Regions from separate parts of the Mus musculus genome. Here region 2 is linked to region 1. Evidence: chromatin contacts called from public Hi-C data. All regions are on one chromosome and are shown on one strand. Each heading gives the region's core, a stretch centred on a gene start, on an enhancer-like site or on the middle of the called end of the contact. The rest is flanking DNA. Distances are from core to core; before and after follow the strand shown.

The links. Hi-C and Micro-C count contacts between places; a contact is called where the count stands out from the background.
Region 2: a Hi-C map of CD8 T cells shows a contact between it and region 1, with 6 times the contacts expected there. The contact joins the promoter of G3bp1 here to the promoter of BC049762 in region 1. A contact is called at or near these places in 2 of 484 Hi-C or Micro-C datasets (CD4 T cells and CD8 T cells).

The regions. Positions count from the first base shown.
Region 1 is chr11:51,261,013-51,267,828 of GRCm38.p6, forward strand. It overlaps BC049762 (cDNA sequence BC049762), which reads right to left and starts at 1,992. Exons shown (of 3, transcript NM_001382322.1): 1 at 1,621-1,992. The coding sequence starts at 1,645. Clk4 (CDC like kinase 4) reads left to right here and starts at 2,102. Exons shown (of 13, transcript NM_007714.6): 1 at 2,102-2,257; 2 at 6,159-6,319. The coding sequence starts at 6,159.
Region 2 is chr11:55,466,307-55,473,234 of GRCm38.p6, forward strand. It overlaps G3bp1 (GTPase activating protein (SH3 domain) binding protein 1), which reads left to right and starts at 3,446. Exons shown (of 12, transcript NM_013716.2): 1 at 3,446-3,495.

The sequences.
Region 1 (6,816 bases), core at 742-3,241:
ACTTTTGGGCATGACCTAGTCAAAGTTTTGGTAAATGGTTTCTCTCTTGCAGTTACCAGAACCAATATCCTGACGAATCCTGAAGGCTGACCAAGTGCCTGTGGCTAGTATTTCCAGAGGGTACATGCATCTGTGATCTGGCCCTGGATCTGAGACCCGTTCATTGATAGGTCAGACCTAATAGCTCACACCAGTGATGCCAGCAATTCGGAAGCTGTAACAGGAGGATTTCTACAAGTTCCAGGCAAGCTTAGACTAAATAATAAGTTCCAGATTGTCCCTGTGTATACAAAGACGATCACAAAGGAAGAGGGGAAAAAAGAAGAAAGAATAGTGGGGAAGGAGAGAAGAGAGACCCATATAAGTAATTAAAGGAGCAGTGCAGGGCACTTCCTGTATTCCCTGAATGGTATGAATTCAGATGCTTCCTGCCCACTCCATATGCTCTGCAGAGTGCACTGGGAATTGGGATGCTTTCAACATTGTTTGACTGAATCTTTGTTACTCCTGTGCTGTTTGACTTTCTCTTCAGAAGTGTTAGGAACCCTGGAGGAAACTGGGATATTGTCCATCTTGGGCAGTATGGGATGCCTGAGAGATCCATTGTGACTCATTCATGGTGTGGCCTTTAATCAACTTTGCTAAATGTGAAGGGATTCATTGTTTCATAATGGGAGCTTCAGAGACAAATCACCATGAAACGAGCCTTTTCAAGACAGACCCTTTTGGTCTTGCCAAAAGATGGACTCAGAATACTTTTCTCTAACTGATTAAGAAAAAAGTAAGTTGTTTTTTACTTTGTTGCATGAATGGAGGCAGTAAGTATGACAATGAAACCGTAAGCTAGCAAAGTTTGAATGGTATTTTCAGGAGTTAAATTTGTCATTAAAGCAAGGAGCTAAGAATCACCTCTTAGAGTTGTCTAGATTACTAAGACTGTCTATAAAGTGATTGGCATAGAGTATTTAATTAATCTGGTTATGACAGCTCATATTTATGCTTCAAGCTCTTGGAGGAAGGAGATAAGAGATAGGACGACCAGAAGAAGTTCAACCCTACTGGGTTAGACAGTAATTATGGTGTTGGATTCTCAGCAGTTTTGTTTTTTGAGTTTTGATCTCATGTAGCTCAGACTGGCCTTGAACTTGCTATATGGCCCAGGATGACCTAGAATTCCTGATCCTCCTGTTTCTAAATCCTAAATGCTGGGATTACAGGCCTGCACCACAAAAGCCCAGTTCTCTGAAATTAAAAAAGGATATATATTAAGAATTTGTTATGTCGCCAGGCAGTGATAGTGCACGCCTTTAATCCCAGCACTTGGGAGGCAAGAGGCAGGTGAGTTTCTGAGTTCAAGGCCAGCCTGGTCTACCGAGTGAGTTCCAGGACAGCCAGGATTACACAGAGAAACCCTGTCTCGAAAAAAAAACCAAAAAGTCTGACCACAAATGCCCGTTTGTTGAGTAACTGTAGTAGAAAATCATGAGGCTGCCATGGTTGTAACCGGAAGAATACTGTCAGAAGTCTTAGGACAAACCTCCCCATTCCTTTCGATTTGCTGGCTGAGAAGGCGAGGAGGAAGAGAGAGAGGAAGGCAAAGAGAAAGAGAAGGGTAAGCACCTGCTACGCTTGTTTTTAGAGGCATATTCAGGTAAACTTCTCCAAATCCAGTTTAGAGCGGAAGCGCCAGGTGACAGCCATATCCTGGTCACTGAGCTGCCCTAGCTGGGAGCATTCGGGGACTCTGCGCTCTGGTGGCTCTACCTGGAGCTGAGGTTGAGGGGCGACTGGTAGATGGAGTGCGATGAGCTTCCCACTTTAAGCTGATGGGAAAAGGTCAGAGGTTGGCCCTACCCAGCGTGGCCACGCCCAGCAAAACTCTTCGAGAGCCCGACGCGCGCCGCAGACTTAAGGCGGGCTTCCAGGTTCACCTAAGAACAGAAAGAACCTCAGCCTGACAAGCGGACAGAACCTCGTCCTACCCGCGCCTCCAGCGCTGCGCAGCCGCAGTGTGGCTGATCAAGCCCCGCCGTCCCTGACGTCACAGACCCCTCGTCCCCTTGCACGATCTGTGGGCGGGCACGAGGCTTCGTGACGCATGCGCGCTGGCTCGGCGTAGGTGGCGCTGGAGCCACCTGAGGAGGTTGTAGGGTGACGGCGCGGACGCCATTTTGTCGGTGTCTGTCGCAGCGGCTGGAGAGGAACGACGGCGGTTTGGCGACATTTCTCGGCCAAAAGGCCGCTTGCTTTTGCGGAGGTGAGGTGGGCAGTGTCGCGCGGAGCCAGGTGTCTGAGGAGAGAGTGGGCTTTGGGCGTCAGCACCGGGAGGATGCGTCCGCGGGGCTGGCGGGGTGCCTCTCGGCCGGCGGCGACAACACCCGAGCTGCCGCGGTTTCGCCGCTCGAGTCAAGGCCCGCAGGCCCCGGGTTCGCCCGACGGTGCGGTCCGGCAGCTTGGGCCTCGCTCACCTCTTGTCAAGGCCTCGGCCGTCCATCGCAGGAACCAGCGGGGAGACCCTTGGCGGGACGCATCCCCGGTACTAGTGCCGTCCAGAGTCGAAGTCACCCCGACCCCCTACTCACCCCTGTCTGTGGCCTCGGCCGTTTGCATAACCGGAGCCTTTTCCAAAGTCCGCTATTCGCTCTGTTGTTCAGCTCTAAGGGCCCTGGCCAGCTGCCCGGAAGAGGTAGGGCAGGCGCTGCGGCGAGCCAGGCAGCGGCTGGAGTTCACCTCCAGCTTCGAGGATCACACTTGGGAAGGAAGGTTCGTCCTTCATGCCAGGCGGTCACCCCACCCCAAGCCCCCCCTAGATCTGGGTCGCCCCGATTGCCCAGGCATTATGTAGGCCAGGCAGGACTCGAACTCAGGAGATTCTCCTGCCTCTGCCTCCTGAGTGATGGGATTAGAGAGCTGAGTGATGGAATTAGAGAGCGAACATTGCATTTACATTGTGACAGCTCTGTTGCTCAAGTAGCCAACCCTCTAAACCAGTGGACCGATTGTCACCTGGTCTAATGTTAAAGCTGCAGATATTTGGCCTAATTTTGAACACGCACCCGAGGGCCTCTTGTACCCCCACTTAAATGGGAGACTGAAACTTCTAAAACGTGGTGGAGAATAATATTTCTAGTATGAGCGTATACATATGGGTTCCATTGTATCTTTTATTGAAAGGATACAGAGGATTGTAGCATGATTTTTAAGTGTTAGAGATAGTGTAATATTTTGAGGTAGCTTTTCTTTCCTGTGTATGAAAGCTCTCATGAGCTCAGAAATCTTTTACTTTGCCTCCTAAGTAAATATTTCTTTGTTGGTTGTTTGAAACAAGGTCTCGCTGTGCAGACCAGGCTGTCCTTGAAGTCTCTCAGAACTCCACCTGCCTCTGCCTCTAGGGTGGCACGTGTCACCACACCTGCCTAAAAACAAAGTATTTCCGAACTCGGCCAGAGATCAGAGGAGGGATGGGGAATGTTAGTCGGGGCCTATTGGGACAAGGACCCACTGATAGGTGGGTTTGCATATTAGTCACTTGAGAAGTTGAGATTTGTCCTGTGAGAGGTAAACTGGCTGTAGCGATGTGAAGTGGAGGGGGAGGGGGTAACTTGAAGCAAGCAACCAAGACTTGTGAAACCCTAATGGCCAGTCACAAGGATGAGTCATCAGAAGCTGTACACTGGGCTGCTGTGTTTTGAGAGTGCTTAGCCTGTAGCCCGGTGGCTTGGGATTCAGAATTTAATTCCCTCCCCTCACCCCCTCTAAAGAGAAAAAAAAAAAGCCTTAATCAAACTAAAACCTTAAATACAATTTTGATAATAGGAGGAATATGTCAGCAGAACTCCAGTGGAAATAGGAAGATGAGTGTTTCTCTAAAGCTTGAGTTTGGGCTTTTGTCTCCAGCAAGTTTGCAGTGTTGTCTGTTTTACTTCACCATATTAAAATGACTATATCGAAAGGAATGCTTGGCTTACTAACTTTTTTTTTAACCAAGGTACCTATCAAGAATTTAGGATTTGTGTGTGTGTGTGTGTGTGTGTGTGTGTGTGTGGTTTAATCCATGCTTTCTCATTTTTGACTGAGCAAGAGAAGCCACATTATCAGGAAGATGCCTGGCAGGCACAGAATTAGAAGAACGAATATGGTTTACTGAATATTTGGACAGGGGGTATGTAGGTCGGTGGTAGAGTCTCGCCTAGCAATTAGAAACCTCCTCTCCCCTCATTACGTCCTCAGTAATCAGGAAATAATAATAGTATCACACCCTGATGTTGTGATGCACACCCTTTCTGAGGAACACTTTGGAAGAGAACTGAAACTGCTTTCTTTGCAAGCCCGGTGTTTAATAGATTTGTTGGCTTATTTTTCAGCCATTTAGGCAAGCTCAAGGTGATCAACTAAATTGGTTTTGTTCCATTTGGGCCTTATTCAGCTTCTTTTTTCTTTTTTCCCTCCCAAACCATTAAACTCTGCTTAGCAGAGTTCAAAATTAAAGATTTAGCTATGGAACTGGAGACACTGCTCTTGTAATGGACCTTTAGGCTTTAGGGCATCCTATGCCCTCTTGTGGTATCCAGGGGCAACTGCACTCGTGTAGATCTTCCCCACCCTGCCCCACCCTACCCCATTCCCATTAAAAATAAATTTAATCTTTTTTTAAAAATTGACGTAGGGGAACAAAGTGGTTAAATGGGTAATGCTGCACACCTTTGATCTCTGAGACCCACATGATGAAAGGAGAGAATTAACACTGGTGTCCAACAGTCACAGATCTGTAAAAGGATAAATGTTAGATACTGAGCCTGGGAGAGATCCACAGGAGCTTGGAGATGAAGTTTGGGAATTGTTACCATTATCTGATGTCACTGGCCATGTCTCAGTTTAAGGATCGGACTAATTCTGGCATTTAGAGAAAGGAACTCTACAGAGTTTGAGGGGGGGGGAAATCTCATTAATGAAAGGCTCTTTACCTTTAAATCAATTACTTGCTTGCTTCTCTCACTTATGATTATTTGTATTAAACTTTGCCAGACTGAAGGATGTTTATGACACTGTTGGGATAGGCTATCGCTAACTATAGTTGTAGATGTTATTCTTATATTCAGATCTGGCCAGGAGATGGTGGTGCACACCTTTGATTTCCATCACTCTAGAGGCAGAGGAAGGTGGATCTTTGAGTTTGAGGCCAGCCTAGTTTACAGAGCTAGTGCCAGACCTATACCAAGAAACTTCCTGTCTCAAAGGAAAAAAAAAATCTGTGTGCATTCATGTCAGTCTTGATTTTTAACCAAATTGAGAGACCAGGAATGTAGCTCAGTTGGTAGAATTATTAACATTATAAGTGACCTAATTTTTAAAATCAGCATAAATAGAAGGAAACAAAAAATATTTTGTGTTAGGAGTGTACATATACATTCTGTCCCATGTGCAGGCCAGAGGTCAAAATGGGATATCTCCATGGGTCTCCACATTTTTCAGACAAGGACTTTCATTGAACCTGGAGCTTGCCAATTAAGCTAGACTGGGCTGGCCAGTGAATTTTAGGGATCCATATGCCCCGCCCCAGCCCTAGGTCTGGAGTTACAGGTCTGTGCTATGATGCCTGCCTTTTTATGTGGGTGTGAGTGATCTGAACTCAGGTCCTCATTGCTTGCATAGCAAGCACATTACTGAGTAATCTGTCCAGCCCTTGAGCAATTTTAATTGGCCCTTTTTAAAAAAATGTAAAAAATAGCCAGGTACATTGACAAATGCCCATTAATACCAGCACTTGGGTGGTAGAGGCAGGCAGATTTCTGAGTTTGAGGCCAGCCTTGTTTACAGAGTTGGTTCCAAGACAGTCAGGTCTAACTGAAAATCCTTTTCTCAAAAAACAAAAAATGAGTGTTTCTGAAGGCAAGCACTAAGTTGAGAATTTGTCCTTGTACTATGTAGCGAAAGAAAACCTATTAAAGTCTCCATGCTGTCAGTCATCTAGTACTAGAGTCAGTTCCATTCAGCATCATCTCACATAGGAGTGGTATTGTGTTCTAAGCTTTGGGAAGTGCTAAGAGCCTACGTGACCCTGTGTGTGAGGTATTCCTATTTAAGCAATGGTAATATATAGTTATACGACCATCTTTAGCTTCCCACTTACCCTCACTCCCCCCTCTTCTCGTTAACAGATGCGGCATTCCAAACGAACTCACTGTCCTGATTGGGATAGTAGAGAAAGCTGGGGCCATGAAAGCTACAGTGGAAGTCACAAACGCAAGAGAAGGTCTCACAGCAGTACTCAGGAGAACAGGCACTGTAAACCACATCATCAGTTTAAAGACTCGGATTGGTAAATGACTTGCATTTTAAGTTTCAGCAAGTTGTCATTTGCTTATATAGCTTTTATCAAATTTGGAATCAGACATATTTACTCCTGCAAAAAATAAAAAAGTTAACAATATCATAGGCTAGTTTCTATACTGCCTAGACTAAAGCTATGAATTTTATAGTTTGTTCTATGTCTGTCTGGGATTGATAGGAGACAGTAGCTCAGCAAGTGACTAAACTAAGGGCTCTGAGGATTTAGCTCAGTGTTAGAACACTTGTTACCCAATATATGTGAGGTCCCAAAAATCCTTAGAAACCCTTCCATCAAAAAGGGGGAAGGAAGTCAAAAGATTATATTCAAGAACATATACAAAGTTGAATAATAATGATACTCATAGGAAGATGGCATATATATTTGGGTGTGCAAGAAGTGTTTCCCAATTGAGATGTCATAGAAAGTGGTTAATCCCGATAAGAAAAGCTACCTGAAATGCTATCTGAGACCATTAAAGTGCTTTG
Region 2 (6,928 bases), core at 2,196-4,695, 4.2 Mb after region 1:
TCTTTCTTTCTAAGATTTATTTATTATTATATTATGTAAGTACAATGTAGCTGTCTTCAGACACACCAGAAGAGGGCGTTAGATCTCATTACAGATGGTTGTGAGCTACCATGTGGTTGCTGGGATTTGAACTCAGGAACTTTGGAAGAGCAGTCAGTGCTCTTACCCACTGAGCCATCTCACCAGCCCATAGTAAGCCTTTGTTTACAGAGTTTCATGAAATCTATAGAGGACTGCCCCCGCCTCCACCCCCAGCCCTAACTCCAACCCCACGATTGGAAGACCTCAGGGCCTGTGTGCGATCATTGGCTTTACAAAAACTTTTTCCCTCTCATTGAGAGGCTTCTTTTTGCAGTAGACGGTGGTGAACACAGAGACTCATGATTTGATCAGCACGCTAGAATAAGAGACTGTGGAGTTCTCAGCCCTAAATGGGATGCCAGTATTACCTTTTATGGCTCTTTGTGGAATGGGGGCAGAGACAGTGGGACGATTCAGGACACAACAGGGCATCTGCCCATATGAACCTACAGTGACAGTGACAGCATGCACCTGGGAGAAGTCTAGCCAGAGGATGCTCAGCAGTTTTACCCTTAGCTGAGGAGCTACTGGCAACTGGTTACTAGGAGAGAGAAGGTCAGGTTTCCTCAGGTGGAGGGCACCAGATAGGCCCCCATTGCTCCAGTAGATTGTCCTACGTCCATGCACATAGTGGCAGTACTATATGAACCCAGTGGGAACCCCATGGAATTAGGGGGAGAAGGAATAGGGTGGCCTTGAATGAAACACTTCACATGCATGTATACGATTCTCAAACAACAAAAAAAGATATGTATCTTTACAGATTTTCCCCCCCTTATAAATATATCTTTAGGGCTGGTGAGATGGCTCAGTGGGTAAGAGCACCCGACTGCTCTTCCGAAGGTCAGGAGTTCAAATCCCAGCAACCACATGGTGGCTTACAACCATCCGTAACGAGATCTGACTGGAGTGTCTGAGGACAGCTACAGTGTACTTACATATAATAAATAAATAATAAAAAAAAATCTTTAAAATAGTGTTTTAAAAGCTAGTTTTGGCGGTGCACTGCTTTAATTCCAGCTGAGGCAGAATGGGGAGGGTGTTTATGAGTTCCAGGCTGTGATTATGTTATTACTTAAACAAACAATATGGAGAGAGAGAGAGAGAGAGAGAGAGAGAGAGAGAGAGAGAGAGCCAGCGAGCAAAGCCAGCGGGGAACACTGGTATTGTATTGAAAAGAATTCTTGTGAAAATCTGCCAAAGCTCTCTGAATAAGGTATTACAATTTTTTTCCCCTGCAAAACCCAATACGAATCTCAAATCTCCTGGTTTATTAACAAAAACAAAAAAACAAAACAAAACAAAAAAGCCTTCCAGATGGGTGTGGGGTCTCATCCCTTTAATTCCAGCATTCGGGAGGCAGAGGCAGGGGATCTCAGAGTTAGAGGACATCTGGTTTGCACAGAGAAGTTCCAGGATAGCCAGGGCTGTTTTTAAAAACAAACAAACAAGCCGGGCGTGGTGGTGCACGTCTTTAATCCCTGCACTCGGGAGGCAGAGGCAGGCAGATTTCTGAGTTTGAGGCCAGCCTGGTCTACAAAGTGAGTTCTAGGACATCCAGGGCTATACAGAGAAACCCTGTCTCGAAAAAACAAACAAACAAACCCAACCAACAAAGCCTCTACAGCTCCAAATTAAAGCCCACATTCCTTGGTTGGGCTAGCAATCCTACCAAGCGTTCCTAGAAGGAGGTTCCCACTGGAGGCTCAATGCTAGCTGCCTGTTGATAGGCTCTGACCCAGTGCTGGAGCACTGCACTGTCTCTTGGTTCCTGGCTTCCGGATTCCAGGTTCTGCCTGGCTGCCTTTTCCTTCCAGCCTGGGCTGGGCGAGCCCTTTCCCTTTGCACGTGGGAACTGTGCACGTGTTCCTTTTGGAAACTCGCTGTAACACTTTAACACCTGTATTTTCGGTATTTAAGAGGTTAGGGCAGGAGGATGGCGAGTTCGAGATCAGCCTAGGGTATGGTAAATCCAGCTCAGCATAGGCTACAAGGGGAGACCTTGCCTCGAAAAGCCCTGAAACAAAACAAATTAATGCGAGTTTAGCTTGCTTTCAGGATTTCATGTCACTCAGAATGGCCTTGGACTCGTGTAGCTCAGGATGGCCTGGAATTCTCCCTGCCTCCAGGGAACACAGACTAGTCTAGTTTGTGTTTAGCATTTGGATCACAGCTCTTAATATAAAATGCTCATGGTGGCCAGAAGGCTCACAAAACCCCCCCGAGTTGGGGTCAGCAGCAGACTGAGGTACTACTATTTGGACCCTGGAGCCTTTATGGGGGAACCTTAGGCGTGTCTGCCTAGGAGTTGGGTAAAGTTCCCATTTCAGTTTGAAAAGCATGTGACAATGGCTGGTGGTGACGCATCCTATAACTTTCGCCAGCCAGAGGGTGATCAAAGATGGGATGTTGTCTCTGCAATCACAAGATTGGAAAACCTGAAAACGTCCAGGAGCCACCCGGGCACGCCAGCTTGGAAGCCACCCGGGAACAAGAGCATTCCCAAACGCCAGGGAGGCTGCCTCGCGGTATGCTCTGGGGTGCCGACCAAGCCAGTTTCGCTGTCCTCGGTCGCCACTGCATTCGTGCTGAGTAATGCTAAGGGTCAGCAGCTCCTGCTCTTCCGAAATGCATGCAAAAAAAGTTTTGATGCGAAGAGAAAAAAACCAAACCAAAAAAACAAAACCCGGGAAACTGTTACTTAGATCCCGGGTACCAGAGTCGCCTGGGAAGGCGGGAGACCGGTCCTCGAGGACAGGATTCAACCTAAGAGGAAGAGAAAGGAAAGGGAACGGAAGACGCAGCTAGTCCATCCTCTTAACCGCTCCAGAGGGCACGGCGGCCCTGGGGCTGCCTTTGGAGAGGGCCATCCCTCCCTGTCAATCAGCTCCATTCGGTGTTGCGATTGGCTGGGGGCTTCCTTGCTCCCCGCCCGCGCCTACCTCCTAGTTGCATGGGGTTTACTTCCCCAAAGTACACGGGCCCCACCTTGTGGATCAACCGCTCCTGCCTGGACAGTGGGTTTCCGCCCAGAAAAAGAAATGTAAGCCAATGAGAACGGGTGCATGCAACTATTGGCTTGTCTGAGTGTCGCTCTCAGTGCATCCCGCCCTCATTTTTATAGACCATCTGAGTATTGGCGAGGTTTCGTGTCCATCTGGGCTCTAGCTCCTTCAGTTATAGGCAGATGCGGCAGCCACTCAGGAGCTCGGCCTCTAGACAAAGACGCTGTCCAATCATAGCCAAGGGGCGCGGTGGCGAGGCGGCCATTGGTCCCTGCATGCGACCGGGAGCAGCAGGTTCGGCTGAGCGCGGCTATATAGCGGGCGGCGGGCACGCGTGCCGCGGCATCGCGCGAGGGACGCCGCCACCTCCTCCCACGTAGCAGCCCTGTCCTCCCGCTCAGCCGCGCAGGTACTTGGGCCCGCGGGTGGGGCTGATCGGATGCGGGCCGGGCATGAGCCGAGCTGCGGCCGCGAGCGGGGCGCCCCGGGAGACCGCGCGGCGCGTCCCCACCCCCACCAACGGCCGGCGCGGCCTCCTGCCTGCGCTTTAGGGCCCGCGCGTGGTCCACCGCACCAACGGCGGGCGTCACGCGTCTGGCCGGCCCTGCGTGCTCCACGCGCATTCTCTGGCGCGCGCCGGCTCTTCCGGATGGTATAGCTGGGCCTGGACCCTAAGGAAGCCTTCGGATATGGGGATGGGGGTTGGGGGAGCCCAAGCTGAGAGCGTGATCGCGCCTCCCAGGGTTGCAGAACGGAGGCGCGCGACCCCGGGTTCAAGGGCTCAGTGGTGCAGAGACAGCCACGCCAAGACGTGATCTCTCCAATCCCCCCACTGTTTCCCCCTGCACTATGCCGAGAGTTCCCTTTTTTCCCGCCCTTCCCGGTCACCTGGGTGCAATCAGGTAGGTCCAGTCAACAGGAGAACGAGGTGGAATCAAGGCCCTCTGTAGGGAAAGGACAGGCATCTGTGCAGGCTACGTGGCTGTGGGACACCATCGGCCACTGAGCTCTTGAATCTGAGGTGCAAACCCCAGTATAAGAAGTCCCGTGGTGGCATCTGCGAGCCAGTGGGGGACTCCAGAGAAGAGATTAGGAGTGGGGTTTTGAATGACAAAGGAAGACTTAGCTTTCTTCGCACTTACATAGATAGATAGATGCGCCTCCAAGTTAGCTTCTGGGAAAAATAGAGAAAAATACAGTGAGTGTAATGTAATCGAGTGTGCCTCTCAGCAGGTCCGAAACGCACCTCGAGGTAACGGGAAATTCCCGCCAACAGGAAGTCAAACTCTGACATTAGATCTTGACTCTTCAAGACCCCTTTTTAACTTAGAATGTTTTAGTTGTGAATCAGAACAAACTTAGATTAAAAAAACCTTTGTTTGAGAAGGTCGTAAGTCCAAGGAAACAAAGTGTTTAAATTCTTACAAGAGTTGAAGTTAAAGTTTGAAATTGGATAGGACCGGCCCGGGCTTCAGTGCAGAGGTGGAGCACTTGGCATGGAATACAGGAAGCCCCGGGTTCAGTCACCAGAGCCACAAAAATAAGTCACATCTGAAATTGCTGGGGAGAGGATGGTGTCCAGTGTCCAGTTATTGTGCAGTGGGTCACAGTCACCGATTGGGTTTGTTGGCAAGCACAGCCATTAGGTCTCCTGCCGAACCATCGATGATCAACTGCCTTTTTTAAAAATTCTTACTGTGGAGCCCTTCCTGGCCTGGAATTCAAGAGGATCTCAGAATCTTCTCGGTGCCAAGAGTTAAGGTGCCTCCACTAAGCCCAACCGAGTAATTTATTTTAGTACTTACTTGGTTTGACTTCTACGGGTTGCAAAGCTATTTTCAAGGATCTGTGGTCAGCCTATCTTTCTATGCTGAGGATTGCCTTTAACCCCTGGCTAGAAAGCACGTTAAATGGCAGATGTTTCACATCGAAGACTACAACAGAAGTTTCAGGACTAGTTCTTGAGGGGCACATCCTTGCAAAAAGTTAAAGACCACTGACATTTAACAAAGTGGCAACGAAGAACCAAACGCTGTGGGGATGCATGCTGAATTTAACTGCCTTGCTTCTGAATATAACATTGTTTCCTTGGAACGGGTTCTACTTAACCTGCACGGAGGGGTAGGCGAATGTTAGTAATTCATCACCTTTTAAAATAAGGCAGTGACCTGCTTTCTAACTTGGGAAGTTTGAGTCCAGGTAGTGTTACTGAGGTCAGATATATCAAGGGGAAATGATCGAATTGAAGGGGATGGCTATTAATCTCATCCCCACACATTCAAAAGACTCTTGGCCTCAGGCAGGTGCTTAGTAGGATAGGGATAGATAGAAACTGACTCCTTAGCTCAGTGTCAGAAAGCAGTGAATTGAAGCAGTGACTGACCGCCTTGGCTGCTCCCTTCCGAGCAGGTCAGAGGTTACTGCTGGTGGAGGTGTCTTTTGAGCTAAGGTTCTAACAGGTACTACACTGCGCAGTTTCTTTTTCTTTTCTTTTCTTTTTTCTTTTTTTTTTTTTTTTTGTCTCGAGACAGGGTTTCTCTGTATAGTCCTGGCTGTCCTGGAACTCACTTTGTAGACCAGGCTGGTCTTGAACTCAGAAATCCGCCTGCCTCTGCCTCCCAAGTGCTGGGATTACAGGCGTGCGCCACCACATCTGGCTAGTTTCTTTTCTTTTAATTCACATTCTGGTTTTTAGTTATCAGCTGTCAGTATAGTGCCTGAGCATTAGATTTTTAGAAATGTCTGTTCTTGACCCTGCTTGAAAGCAGGTTGGCTTTTTTTTTTTTTCAAAATTGTCATCTTTTATATACTAGATTTTCCTGTATTTTTTTAAAAAGATTTTATTATTATATCTAAGTTCACTGTAGCTGTCTTCAGACACCCCTGAAGAGGGCATCAGATCTCATGGATGGTTGTGAGCTACCATGTGGTTGCTGGGATTTGAACTCAGGACCTTCAGAAGAGCAGTCAGTGCTCTTAACCACTGAGCCATCTCTCTAGCCCTTCCCTGTATTTCTGTTGTTGGTTTGTTTGTTTTGTTTTTTTGAGACAGGGTTTCTCTGTGTAGCCCTGGTTGTCCTGGAACTCACTCTGTAGACCAGGCTGGCCTCGCACTCAGAAATCCGCCTGCCTCTGCCTCCCAAGTGCTGGGATTAAAGGTGTGTGACACCACGCCCGGCTTCCCTGTATTTCTGAACTCGATGGAAAGCACAAGGCATAGGTTAGCTTTAAGTTTTTTGTTTTGTTTTGTTTTCGGTTTTTCGAGACAGGGTTTCTCTGTATAGCCCTGACTGTCTTGGAACTCACTTTGTAGACCAGGCTGGCCTTGAACTCAGAAATCCGCCTGTCTCTGCCTCCCGAGTGCTGGGATTAAAGGTGTGTACCACCAAACCCAGCTTTTTTGTTTTTGTTTTCGGGCTTTAGGTTTTTTAAATAAGGTTTACACTTGCATATGGTTTTTCTTTTTTTTCCCCACTTGGAGATAGGTCTTTCTGTGTAGCCCTGGTTGTCCTGGAACTCACTCTGTAGACCAGGCTAGCCTTGAACTCAGAAATCCTCCCATCTCTGCCTCCCAAGTGCTGGGATTAAAGGCGTGCACCACCACTGCCCGGCTAGCATATGGTTTTTTAATGAATTAGTCCAAGGTAACAGGTTTAATAGAAAACTGAATTTGTAACCCAAACCAAGTTTAAGTTCTAGTGCTGAAGTAGAGTTGTGTGCTGTAGAGTTTATATTACATTGCTGACCTAGAGAGGGGTAATTGTCAAGTAGGCAGATCAAGCTAGGTGTGGCGGTGCACTTTTTTTAACTCCAGGACTCCGAGGCAGAGACAGGGAGAGCTC